Regions from separate parts of the Culex quinquefasciatus genome. Here region 2 is linked to region 1. The links are chromatin contacts, called in public Hi-C maps. All regions are on one chromosome and are shown on one strand. Each heading gives the region's core, a stretch centred on a gene start, on an enhancer-like site or on the middle of the called end of the contact. The rest is flanking DNA. Distances are from core to core; before and after follow the strand shown. Region 1 holds the start of LOC6032110 (protein sickie). Region 2 holds the start of LOC119767071.

Region 1 (6,766 bases), core at 3,509-6,008:
TTGTTGCTTCCACTGTTTTTGGTGTTTGGGGCCAAACAGCAGCAGACATAAAAAGCGCAATTTGGCGGCGGCATGGAGCGTACGTAATTACTCCCGCCAGGATAATGAAGAAGCGGGCCCCGAATTGCAACGGCGGAGTAGGCCGTGAAGAGGGGGCGGTGTTGGTTTTTTGGGGGTTAGTAGGTATCACGATGGCAGTGGGATTTGGGAATTGATTTTTAAAGTATTGATTTGAGATTAATTTATTATCGAAATTTCGTCTTTTTTCGTAATTTTTAGAAGATTGACTAAAAATAAAACATTTGTTTTTGTGCAATTTAAAATGTTCTGAAATGATTCAAAATTTCTACCTTTAGAGGGATAACTTTAAAGTATTTGGTATCTAATACCAAATACTTTAAAGTTATCCCTCTGCTTGAAACACATGATTATGTGCTGAAGAAAACGTGAGAGTGAGTGCCACAGGAGAGAGCTCAAAGTGAGTTCTTCTTTATCCTTTGAATTTTCTGAAACGAGAAGTTTTGGATTTATTCCAGAGATTTGTTATTATTGGTAAATTTGGATGAGGCTGGCTACAATATTTTTTCAAAATACTTAAAAATTTCAATGAAAATCAAAATGCAATCAGCTTAAATCAATTAATTTTTTTTTTAAATTTGTTGTACATTACCGCAAACAGGTTTTTTTCGCTAAAATTTTGTTTTCGTCAAATCTGTCATTTTTTGAAAACATTTTTTTATTCAAATGTTGAGCCTGTGACTTGTTATTTCAATTATTATATTTTTTTATTTCACTTCCTGAACACACTTTTTTCAATCGACAGAATTAATTTTATGTTTATTTCAGGTATAAATGCTAAAAATTATTCTAAAAAATCAAGCGTCTTTATCAATTGATAAATAAATTTGTTATGATAAGTACTGGCTAGAAATAACCTAAAATTTAATTCTATCGGTTTGTGTGAGTTCAAGGAGCCATATTGTTACATAATGTGACTACAAAATATCACAGAAAAATAAGGACCTTCAACAAAATGTGTTGTTGTAATTAGGAAAGAAAATAATTTTTAAATAAAAAGAACTACAGACTATCTTTAAACTGAAGTTAATCTAAATTACTGTTAATTTATCAACACAATAAAAATAATTTGTATAAAAAATTCATTCAAATTTTTGCTTTTATCAAACTAATTTTAAAAAAAAATAGTTCAAAAGTATTTTACATTAGAACACGGAAAAAACCAATTCTCAAAATCGTGAATTAAATTCCCGAATGCGAGAAACACGAAGGAATATATTCACGTTTATAGTGCAAATGCACCATACTCACGAATAAATCCCTTCGTGAAATGAATTCACGATTACGAGCATTGATTTTTTCTGTGAACTATGTAAAAAATTCGAACATAATTACAGTCTAATGTGGTGAATTTAGTATGAAGTCTTGACACATCTTATCGTTCTGACTTTTTACCACAAAACACAATCAAACAATCAAAATACTCAAAAAATTGAAGAAAGCAAAACATTTTTGCTCAAATCATGTGACTCAATTTGTGACAGTTTATGATACTGGGTAAACGTCTTTAGTGAATTTTCAATCATAAATCATTTAAAAAAAAAACTATCATAATAATACTGACAAATTAGACTCCCCCTCCAAAATATTTCCAAAAAATCAGTGTAAACCACCGTCACCAGGGGTGACATAGTGTCTGGGGTGTGATTGGTTCATACAAAAATGCTGAAATCAACTTACCCCCAGACAAAATGTCACCTCTGATAACGTTACTCGAAGCACATTGTATAATTTTTATTTTTCCATTTTGAAAAAAGGCTTTCTATTAATTTTGAAAATTTATTTGGAAAAACTGAATTTCTAGTAAAAGGCATTTAAAAAAAGGTTTTACTAAATGCTGTATGCTTTAGAACAGTTATGCTACTGTCACAAATTTTCATAATGTCATTGAATTTACGGAAATATATTTTTCTCAAAAGTTTTACGTCTTTATACAAATTTTGGTCTCAAAATAGTAGTTTATGCAACAAGTTGCAAAAAGAGGATTTTTTCAGCACGAGTCGTACATTTATCCAACGAGGTTCACCGAGTTAGATAAATACGAAGAGTGCTGAAAAAATCAAGTTTTGCAACGAGTTCCATACAACATTTTTTGCAGTTCCAATAAACACACACTGAGTGAAATTTTATGTCAAATTTTCATGTATTTTGTCAATAAATCGTTGAAATCAAAAAAATGTTGAAAAGTGTTACTTTTCGAAACAAGTGCTGAAAAGTTCAACTTTTCAGCACCCATCGAGTGCTGAAAAGTAGGACTTTTCAGCATTTATTTTGAAAAGTGTTGCTATTCGATTCTGTTATTTTTGGTACAAAAAAGTAGGATATTTCGTCGTTCAAGAATGACAGGAAAAGTAAGTAATTTCACGACGGAATTGCAAAAATATGTTTTTATAGAGGTTAGAAGCCATTATTTGTAAAAAAATGTATAAATGTATAAACGTTATTCAATGCATTCCGAATAGTTTAAACGAATTAGTGTCGATTAACATGTTACATAAAATTCATTAATTTCATATGAAAGCAAAAACTGGCTGAAAAAAAGGTTAAAGAAATAATTTCAAAACATATTTTTTTAATTACTATTTTTACAAAATGTTACTAAATGTTTGTTATGAGAAGAACAAAACTTTTGACGTCCAAAAATGTATCATCACCTTTTTTTAATCTGCATTTTAAAGTTTCATACGACCTTTTCAAGTGTTAGGTTAGATTTATCAAACTATTATTAATGTTTTTGTAATCACCGTAACTTGGATCACCCTAATGGCCTATAAAAATACGTGTCTTATTATTTATCCTAACCAATTTTGGATCATTTGAAAATGTTGAGTTTAGTTTTCTTATAGAAAAATAAAGTTTGTTTAAGGACCTCCAAACCTTGTGTTTTGATCAAACGACACCAAAAGATATCTCAATTTCAGTAAGATATCTGATACTTTTTTGAGATTCCAGCTCATATATATGGTATAAAAAATCTTCAAAGTAGGAAAAAAATAATTGAGTTTAACTTTCTAATAGAATTGCTGAATATTTTTTCGTCCGTTTATTTTTAGGAGTTGTTCTGAAGGAAACATATTTCTAAGTTGCTTTAACATCAGTTTGACAAAAATGAAAAATATGCTATTTTTAATCAAAATACTAGTTATTGACAAAACAATCATACTTTCTAACTTTAATTTTTCAACTTTTAATAAATAGGGACTTTTTTAATTTCCTTACAGCAATATTTTTATAACGCATCGTAAATTGAATAAAAAAACATTATTCTTTCTATAATGAATTTCAAAATTTTCGAATTATTGAAGCAAAAACTATCACAAAATCCTTTATACATTATTACAGTTAGGCTGTTGCAAATACTTGTCAAAAATTTCTCCTTCAAAATCGGCCCGAAAAATCAAGCCCTAAAAAAACCATAAAATTTCAATCATTAGCTGAAAACAATTTTAAATGCATTCCCCTTGTGTTTCTAGTCCTTATTAACATGTTTGAGTTTATTTTAAAATATTATTAGTCTTAGTTAATTTTAAATGAAAATTTCTTCAAAAACATAAATTTTTAAAACACAGAGTAACTCTGTTGTTCAAACATCAAAATTAGCTAAAAGGCCAAAAGTTCCATAATTGATTGAAACTAGAGCGTCCAATTTCCCAAGAATTTTGAGGAAATTTAACGTCGACGCTATTCATTGTTTCATTTGTCAAACCTGTATAAGTTGATATTTTTGAGTTGTTCTTGTTTTATGCAATGCTTATCGTGCAAGAGAATGTTTTGGTACATATTTTTTCAAAAATGTTTAACTATTGCTTCTCGAATTGAGTGATTTTTCCCAGGAAACAGGAAATAAATAAAAAACAAAAAAAAGGTAACATTTTTTTTTCAAAATAGTTTGCAATTAATTTTGGTTTTTTAATGATTATTATAATTTTCAGCACTCATTTTATTTGTTCTTGATTTTATTGAGAATCTTATTCTTGTTTTTTTCGGAGATCTTTGGACCTTATTAAAACATAACCAAATCAGTATTCAATAATTTTATGTTTTGTATTTTAAAAATTTGGTTGAAACTTATTTTTTTGTTAAAAAAAAATGATGGAGAGCAATAAAATTGCTTCATTTTTAGTAAATTTCAAACCCAACAAAGAATTTTGCTAAAACACATCCTTTAAACCCTTTGAACTATCACGTAAGAGGCACCTTCGCCCGACTGTCATCGGTGACCCTTTTTAGAAGAACCCCAAATAACAATAAAGGTAGCGCAAAAACACCTGGCGCACAGCGCAGCTAAACTCTAAAACCCCGTCCAAATTTAGCGCAACCCTCTATTTTTTTCGCAAAAAAAAACGTAAAAACTAAAAAGAAAATAAAGAAAAGTGCCACTCCGAACGTGATGCAACAGCGAGCGCCACATAATCGAAGCGTGCGGTGACTCATGCTAAAAGAAGGGCCAACTCCGACGAAAGTCGTCGCCGATTTTTGGGGTGGTCTGGAAAAACATATGCTCGCGTCGGGAACTGACCACAAAACGGGAAAACACCCCTTCTTTGAGAGATTTTTCAAAGAATTCTGAGAGAGCGGGAGTTTTTCCTCTCACAAGAACTCACGCAAACTGAGAGCGAGAGCGTTGAGCGACGGAACGGGTTCGCCATCGGTTCCACAGTTGGCCACCGCTCAGACATGTCACTCGACTTCTGGCGATAAGATCGGTCTGTTTCAAGGGGCGGTTTCGCGACGCGCGTGGTCCTTTTATTAAGGACGACCCCTCCCCGAAAAGTCTACGCGACAATTCCTTGAACCGGAAGTGCTGCCAGTGGGATTTGTCCGGAAGTTTTTGACGGTTTGTTGGTGTGGAGTTTGAAGGAGTTGGTGCAGCAGCCACAAATGGACCAAATCAAGTGCTTTTCGTCTCGGGTTGTTGGGATCGATTTTCCTTGGCGAAACTCCGCGAGTGTCATGATTTATTGTTAGGAATTGCGAGTTTTTTTTTTTTTTTTGCGCTGTTGTCGGGAATTGAACCCCCACCCTTTGGAATGTGGCTGTGCCATTTGTTGAAGCTTGCTGTTGATGGTGCTTACTGTGCGTGTGTCTAGTTTATGTTAGAATTTAGTGCGAACAAACTGCCTTAAATGTATAACCAAAGAAATTATAAATTTATAAGAATCTACAAAGTGGAAGGACCACCCTAACCTAAAAGGAAGAATATTTGCGAGGGTGGCCAACGCGTGCGTTATAGTTTTACTGTTTTTGGCTTCTTCGGAAGGAGAATCCTCCCCCTCCTGCCAGTTCTCAAAGGACGAAAACAAATCAAAAGGAATAGCTGTATCGAATAAATTCGATCATTGAACCATTTCGGCGGCGCTCAGTGACGTGAAAAATTTGCCCTTTCTCGGAAAAACCGCCAATAACACCAGCTAGTAGGCCATGAGAAGCGGCACTTGTGTTTATCTACATCCAAAAATACATGAAAAGCAGTGAATGAATCAGCCTCCCCCCTCGACGACGACGACCACCCGGCCTACTACGCGGTTGGCCGACTCCAACCACAACAAAAACAACAACAACAGCACCAACAACAATAACAAAATCGATTGAACAACGTCGAAAAACGTCCGCTAGTATTGGTGCAAAAAGGATACGTCATCGACAAAAGGACTCACGTAAGCGTAGTAGGCGATGCGCGTCACACATACACCCACTGACAAAAGTGCACACACCAAAAATAAAAACGAAAAAGTCCACCCCCTTGTCAAAGGGGTTTGGTTGGGGGGGTTGTTTGATTAAATTGTGAAAATCGAGGCAGGCCTGGAAAAAGAGTAGTCGGCAAACAGGATATCCTCCGAGCCTACTTTGTGCTGCAACGCGCGCGCTGGTAGTGGTGAACTGCATTCTACCTCCCCCTCGCACTCACTTCTGAAGTATGTGTGTGGGGTAAAGTGGTTTTAGGATGGGTCTTGCCTCTGATCAAGAGGTATAGTGTTATAGTGAGGGTCGAGTAGGGCATCGAGTAGGCGAACGTTGAACAGGTGTTTTTCGCCTACTGAGAGGTACTAGGAGTTGGGGTGGGGTTGTGTGGGTGCTTCCGGTTTTGTTGTGATTATTTATGGATGAATTATTTTGCGCATGGAGGAGCACTTAAGCGCATACACACACAAACACATACGAGTGGGTTGCAAGGAGAAAAGCTAATCAAATTCTGAATTTATTTGAGGTTATCCCGAAGGATATTAAGATAGGCCAGGTTGATTACGTTTTATTTACATTTTCCCTCTATGAGCAATTCTGAACTTTTTTAAAACGGTAAAACTAGCAAAATTTTCATCTTTTGTTTTTTGGGTGATTTTGAATACCCCTGACTCAAGGCGGTTTCAAAAACACCTAAAAAGCAAAATTTGATTTTTTTGTTTCCAGAACCTTTTTTTATTTAAAAAAAACTCCAAAATTCTACAAAAAAAAACAATCTTTAAAAAAAAGAAGAAGTTAGTCATTGCATTCTTTACTATGATTGTAAAATTAACCAGAGTCAATGCATATTCAGTAAGGTTTTATGTAAAAAGCAAAAATTTAACTGATCTTATCGTTCAGCCCAGTTTACACGATTGGTTAGTTTGCTGGAAAAATGCTTTTTATAGTTATTTTGGTAATAACAAAAGCCTTTTTAAAGCTTTCATTGGCTTATTGTAATTTCGAG
Region 2 (7,178 bases), core at 242-2,741, 250 kb before region 1:
ACAAGATTGAAACTACTTTCATATGTAAAGTGACAAAAATACACGGAGTTTTTTCGGTTTTTGTTGAATATCTCAGGATTGAAATCGAATTTTGGGGATCTGTGAAGGTCAAAAGGTGAGGCATTGTGAGCTGCACAAAATGGCGTTCTTAACTCAATTTGACCCAAAATGCACGTACGACAAGTTAGCACGATGGCGACGAGATAGCTGTAAGAAAGTGGGAGTAAATAGAAAGAGTTCAGTCGAAGTGATGGAGTTTTACCTTGGCCGAAAGCATTTCCCAAGCTTACCGCGATTCAGGACCGCAAGCATGCCGACCCTGAGGCTACATGAGGGAGTCTCGGTAGCGCTCGTGAGCCGGTGGTAACCCGACAGTTACAAATTGCTCTAAAGTGATTTTAAAAAATATATTGGAGATGAAAGAAGTTCCCTTTCCACTTTACATGAACATTTTAAATTTAAATTTTATTTGAATTCTAAATTTGTAAAAAGTTAAATAAAATTTATGATAAATGCCACGTCTCCCAGGTAATGCTCTCGCAACCATATATTTTGAATTATCAGGAAAATTAAGTTCAACGCACGTAACTGTGAAGATACCAATACCAGGAAATATCGACAAGCCATTTTTTGTTTCTTCATATCTTTAAAATTCAAAGCAAAAAATATAATCAGGTAAATTAAGTTCAACTCAAATGTTTGTGAAGATAACGAATAATCCCAGGAAAAATCAACATGGAACTTTTTTTATATCTTCATATCTTCATAAAATTTGACTGTTTGGTAGTTTTGCAGTTTTGTCTTTGCATTCAAAATCAAATTGGTCGTAAGTGAGTAAAAACTTTTTCAAACGACCTATGCGCCATGAGTTCCCTATTTATATAGGACCTTTTGAAAAAATAAGCAAGAATTGACCCTTCCGATCGAGTAAATTTACAGTTCAATTCAAGAAGATATTGAAAAATTTTACTTTTCGATACAAGTGCTGTAAAGTTCAACTTTTCAGCACTGGTGTTGAAAAGTAATAATTTTCAAATTCGTTATTTTGTTGTAAGTAAAGGGAGGCCGTTTCATCGTTCGAGAATGACAGGAAAAGTAATGATATTTTCTAAACATTTTTGATATATTTTTGATCTGATTTTGATTTGAGTACAACAAACATTCAAAAACTTAGAATATTCTTGTTTGTATCAAAATTGAGCATGTTTACAAAAGCTAATATTCTTGTTCAAAAATGGTTCAAACTGCAGTAAGTTACCTCCAACTATGCTGAAGGTTGGCCTTATTTTTGGCAAAGAGTGAGGAAGACATCAATCACATAGGTGGGTTAAGTTAGTTTTTTTCTGATTAATATTGCATTGTGTTCAACTCTGGCGCAATATCCTTATCATTAGCAGGACGGACGGATTATAAGATAAAAACTGGTAAAAAACGAAAAAAAAAATATAAATATCACACGGTGCTCATATGGCCACAAGCGCATACTTTGTTCAGAAGTTCGATAGAAAAGGTTGAGCTCCGTGTGGTTCCAGAACATATTTTCAAAGTTTGTAAAAGTGTTAAGCTTGAAGGAAATCAGTATTGGCACAAGGACTTTAATTAAACTATACTTAGGTAAGTATTCAAAATTTTGGAACTGTACATTTGAATCTTCAATACAACTGACTGAAATACATCAATTACTGAACGATGGACAAAATTAAGCTCTTTTAACACTTGTAGCCCCTAAAAAAAGTTGAAAATGCAACTTCACCGGCTCTTTCAATCCTTGGAAAAAAGGTGGAAATGCTCTTTTTATTGCAACTTAGGGTAGACGCATCTGTTCTGGATCTACCTTGTTGGAGGTGATTCTTGACATTCATCCGGATCAAATGCAACAAGAATCATCTAAATCTAAAATGCAACTTTATGCTAAAGTTTCACTAATAAATTGATTATTACATTAACATTCATAAACTGAACAATTACAATCTCATTTTTTACTTTTCCATTTTTTTTTATTCTTTGTTTGTCATAATCTTTTAGATTTTTATCAAAATACTCATGATAACAATGAAAATCAAATTGGTTTGCTGCACAATCCATTTCCTGTCTTAATTAAGGAAAAAACCCATCCGACTAGCACGTAATCGAGGACCTAAGCAACTCGAAATTGAATCATATCTGGAATTTTGTAGGCGCCAATTGAAAAGTAAGTACTTACTGAAAAGATCATATATATTAAATACAGTTAGGTCATGCATAATTAGCTCTAGATAAGTCGAGAAAACTTGTAGACATCTAGAAAATCACAAAGTTTCATATTACAGATTATTTATTAAATCCACTTTCAGGATGATTTTCAATCACTCTTTAAAGTATAATCAAGATTTTACATGATTAAACTGAGTGAAAGACGATTTAAGCTCAAAAATTATCCATGTGCAAAACGAACTGTCAAACTTTGTGAGCGCTTTTCTCTGAACTCCGAGTTGCCACGATATCTCGAGATAGGATGGAACGGGTGCCACGATATCTCGAGATGAGATGGGCCCAATTTGCTGAAATTTGAAGTGAAGACTCTCGAGACATAGCGCGTGTGCGAATTTAGTTAAAATAAATACAAAAAAAAACTAGTGATTATTTGTATGAAAAACATCAAAATATTTTTCATCTTTTCTTTAATAAAGTTATTGAAAATCGGCCAGTTTTGAAAACAGAACAGCAATATCTAAATATTTTAGAACAATTCAAAGTACACGTGTTTCTGGGGACCACAAATTTCATGCGGGCCTGTAGCTGAGCTTGTCCACATGCTCTTAAGTAGTGTTTAATGCTGATTTATTGTTGTTCTGGAGACAAATTGACTTCACGATCGTTTTTGGCTAAACACTACCTTCCCTTTACTAAGCAATCGAGCACCAGTTTTATTGGTCCTAGCCAGGAATAGAATCCACGATCTTCCGCTTACCAGGCTACATGGCTCGGTTGAAAACATCTAAGAATCGAAGAAAAGTTTTCATCATCATCCTCCTGATTCCCCTTCCCTTCCCACGTCCTGTCTTTTAACATCAATCCCTTCCCCTACTAACCTAATAAATATAATGGTTTGATTTCATTTGCAGTAAGATCACAAAATCGATAAATCAACTCACTGCCAAGATGACATCAACTCATTTCGTGCGCACCAAGACCGGCAGCGATGGCATGGCATATCAACGGAAGATTGGCTTAAAACTTGCACTGACCGCAACCCAGCAAAAGAGAAACTTCAAGATGGCTACCGAAATGACCATTGTCGGTAAGTTCGATGATGTAGTCATCTATCTGGAAGATACCGGAGAATGGTGGCTGATCCAAGCGAAACACACAAAAAATCCTGGTGAATTGACTTCCGAAATGCTTTTTGGAGATGATAAGGGAGATTTCGCGTTGATAAAGTATTTAGAATCGTACTGTAACGTTCAAGATGATTGGCCATATGAAGAAAAGCGGAAGTGGTTTATTGTATCAACAAACCGAAAAATACACGACTCATTAAAAGGGCAAATAAGTAAAGACAATAATTTGGATAATCTGTTAAGTTTCGACACATGTACAGAGCATTTCAAGCTTGAACCAAACACAGAACAACTCAACGCACTTTCAAAAAAGGCCAATCAAAACTTTGATATGTTTTGTTCCAAATTGAAAGATAATCTTCAAAGCAGTGATTTGAAAAATAAATGTAAGTTTCTTTTAGAGCACAAAACTCCGTTAAAACAATTGTTCCTCAAATCGGAAAAGCAGTTAAATCTCAAAGATGAAATTCCAACACAAGACTTCAATCTTAGAACACGTAAACTGTTCGAGTATCTAAAACAAAACAATTGCACAACGGTGTTTGTTGACGAAAAAACGCTAAACGATTTTTTCAAAGGTGAATCACGCAAACAACACATTCCTCCTTTTGTTGATGAAACAATTTTCAATAATTTTATCAATGATTTAATTTTATCGGTCTCACAACCGAACGATGCAGAAATGTCAAAAATACTGCAAAAGGAAATGCGCGTTTGGATGCGAAACTTCATTCCACCGGATGATTTTGGGAAGCTCCCATCGAGTGTTGTTATCGATTCTTATAAATCGATAGAGGAAAAATTTAATGCATGGGACAATGTTACACAAAATGCAAACTTTCTAAATCTTGAAGAGACACAAAAATGGTTGGACAGCATTCAAATTGAAATCAATAGTTTGGTCAATCAACTTTCGAAGCGATCATGTTCAAGTTTAAAAGAAATGCAAAGGTATTACATTAATCGTAGATTATCGTATTCATCAAAGCATTCCGATAGTTCAACATTAAAACAAATTCAATTCGACGATCTGAAAGACCATCATTTTATCGATCAACTTTATGATAAATTTAAAGATCAAAAATGTTTTCTTCTAGTCGCAGAGCCTGGCATGGGTAAAAGTACTCTTTGGCAATATTTAGCTTTTGAAGCGCAGAAAAAGTGCCCAGAAAATTTTGTTTTTTTATTTTACATGAATAACATTTTCGCGAACAACCAGGAAATACAAACGATTGAGCACGCTCTTAAGATTTTTGATGGTCATTGTTTTGAAGAAAGTTGTAAAGTATTCAATAACGATGCAAATGAAATTATATTGTTTTTGGATGCCTTTGATGAAACCGAATCAAATAATATAGACATGGCACTGAAGAGCATCAAGGTTTTGATGGAACGACAAAACACTAAAATTCTAATAAGCAGCAGGAAGAAGGAACAACAAAAGCTAGAAAAGTTGCTTAAGATAAAAGCAATGTCAATAAAACCGCTAAACTATGATGACCAGTTCAATTTTCTTAAGAAGTTTTGGAACATTCAAGATCCAATTTCTGATGAAAATAAAATAAGGTTGGAGAAGGTGTTGGAACCGTTTTACAAAAAAACTCTTAATAAGAAATCTGTTTTTCTGGGAATACCACTTCTCTTGAAAATGTTGGCTGAAATTTGTTCCGACTCTAAGAAAAATTATACTATTTCTTTGCCAGATTTTGAAAAAGTTAGCAAAAACTCTTTAACAATTGCAGATATTTATGATAAATTTATAACAAAAAGTTTGCACTTGACGTACAACAAAGTGAACAACAAACCATCCGACACAGAAATTCCTCGAAAGATTCATGGTTTAATAACCGAGTGGAAAATTGAACACCAACTAATTGCATTGAAAGAATGGCTGCCATTAGAATTATGTATTCTTCTTTATGGAGAAAATTATGACTCAAAGGTACATAAAATCATAGAAACAATTGTTGACGCAAGTGAAGAATCTCTTATTATCGAAGTTTATGACAAATATCCACGATTTATTCACCAATCGTACAGTGAATTTTTAGTTGCCGACTATCTCAAAGAGTTTGTGAAACGTGGAGATGAAAATGGGCAAAAAGAAATCATAAATATTTTTCACGAACAAGATGTTATTCGTATGTTTTTTTTCGAAATGGTAAATAGTGAAAACAACGAAAGGCTTTTAGAATTTATTCGCTCCATCGGCGAAATAGCTGCTTTTTGGGCATGTGAAATCAATTGTAAAAAAATAGTTGAACATTTGCAACAATTCTACGACTACAAAACGATTCGCTACGATTATGATAGGGAGTCATTGCTCCACGTTGCAGTTCGTTCTAATGCATACCAAACATTAGAGTATTTGTTGTCACTGTCTACAAATTCGAACGTTATTGCTGATGAAAGTGATTCTTCAACTCACCAAGCTGCTGAAAAAATGTTGGATGTCAATGTTCGCAACAAATATGGGCACACTCCTCTTCTTGTAGCTCAAGGAAATGATTTGGAAATATTAAAACTACTCATATCTAAGGGTGCAGACATCGAATCAGTTGATGGAGATGAAAATAAAATTTTACACAATGCTGCTCTATGGGGTTCAAATGAAGTGATTGAATATTTGATTGAACTTGAAATGGACATAAACGCTCAAAATTCCAGTGGAGAAACTGCCCTGGATTTAGCAGCTGGACTTAACAAAATTGAAACAGTCAAATTACTTATCTCAAAAGAAGCAAACATCGCATCAGTTGATGGAAATGAAAATACAATTTTACACAATGCTGCGCGTTTGGGTGCATATGAAGTGATTGAATATTTAATTGAACTAAATATGGACCTTGAAGCTAAAAATTCGGATGGAGAAACTGTCCTGCATCGAGCAGCTCAGGGTAACAAAATAGAAACAGTCAAATTTCTCATCTCAAAAGGTGCAAACATCGAATCAGTTGATAATTCTAAAAATACAATTTTACACATTGCTGCTAAATGGGGTGCAAATGAAGTGATTGAATATCTCATTGAACTAAAAATGGACATTGAAGCTAAAAATTCCAGAGGAGAAACTGCCCTGCATCGAGCAGCTCAGGGTAACGAAATAGAAACAGTCAAATTTCTCATCTCAAAAGGTGCAAACATCGAATCAGTTGATGGAGATGAAAATACAATTTTACACAATGCTGCTCGATGGCGTTCAAATAAAGTGATTGAATATTTGATTGAACTTGAAATGGACATATACGCTCAAAATTCCAGAGGAGAAACTGCCCTGTATCTAGCAACTGAACGTAACAAAATTTAAACAGTCAAATTACTCATTTCAAAAGATGCAAACATCGAATCAGTAGATGGAGATGAAAATACAATTTTACACGTAGCTGCTTTAGGCGGTGCAAATGAAGTGATTGAATATTTAATTGAACTATAAATTGACATTGAAGCTAAAAATTCCAGAGGAGAAACTGCCCTGCATCTTGCTGCTAAAGTGCTTGGTACAGTTAAGTTACTGATGTCAAATGGTGCCAATATTTGGCAAGTTGACAACACAAATAACACCATTTTTCACATTGCTGCTCGTTTCAAGTTAAAAAAAATACTTAAATATCTAATTGATCAAACAGTGTTTGATGATCGGAATCCTATTCACAGAGAAGCATTAAATATTGCTACCAGTGCTTTAGAAGCAGAGTCGGAGTGGGAGACACTGTCGGAGTCGGAGTCGGATCACAGTTAAAAGAAAGGATTTTATTGTTTCAAAAGTGTATTACTGGAATACTGGATTATGTTATACTTATACAGCAATTCCCCACGAAAACAGCACGGCCGTATAGGGCATCGCTGAAATTTTCAAAC

What was found. Hi-C and Micro-C count contacts between places; a contact is called where the count stands out from the background.
Region 2: a contact with region 1 is called in a Hi-C map of whole body, with 2.7 times the contacts expected there. The contact joins the promoter of LOC119767071 here to the promoter of LOC6032110 in region 1. A contact is called at or near these places in 2 of 2 Hi-C or Micro-C datasets (both in whole body).

Annotation. Positions count from the first base shown.
Region 1 is chr2:219,285,549-219,292,314 of VPISU_Cqui_1.0_pri_paternal, reverse strand. It overlaps LOC6032110 (protein sickie), which reads left to right and starts at 4,758. Exons shown (of 11, transcript XM_038256687.1): 1 at 4,758-5,735.
Region 2 is chr2:219,534,873-219,542,050 of VPISU_Cqui_1.0_pri_paternal, reverse strand. It overlaps LOC119767071, which reads left to right and starts at 1,491. Exons shown (of 3, transcript XM_038254506.1): 1 at 1,491-1,614; 2 at 2,026-2,191; 3 at 3,105-7,160. The coding sequence starts at 3,142. The coding sequence ends at 6,627.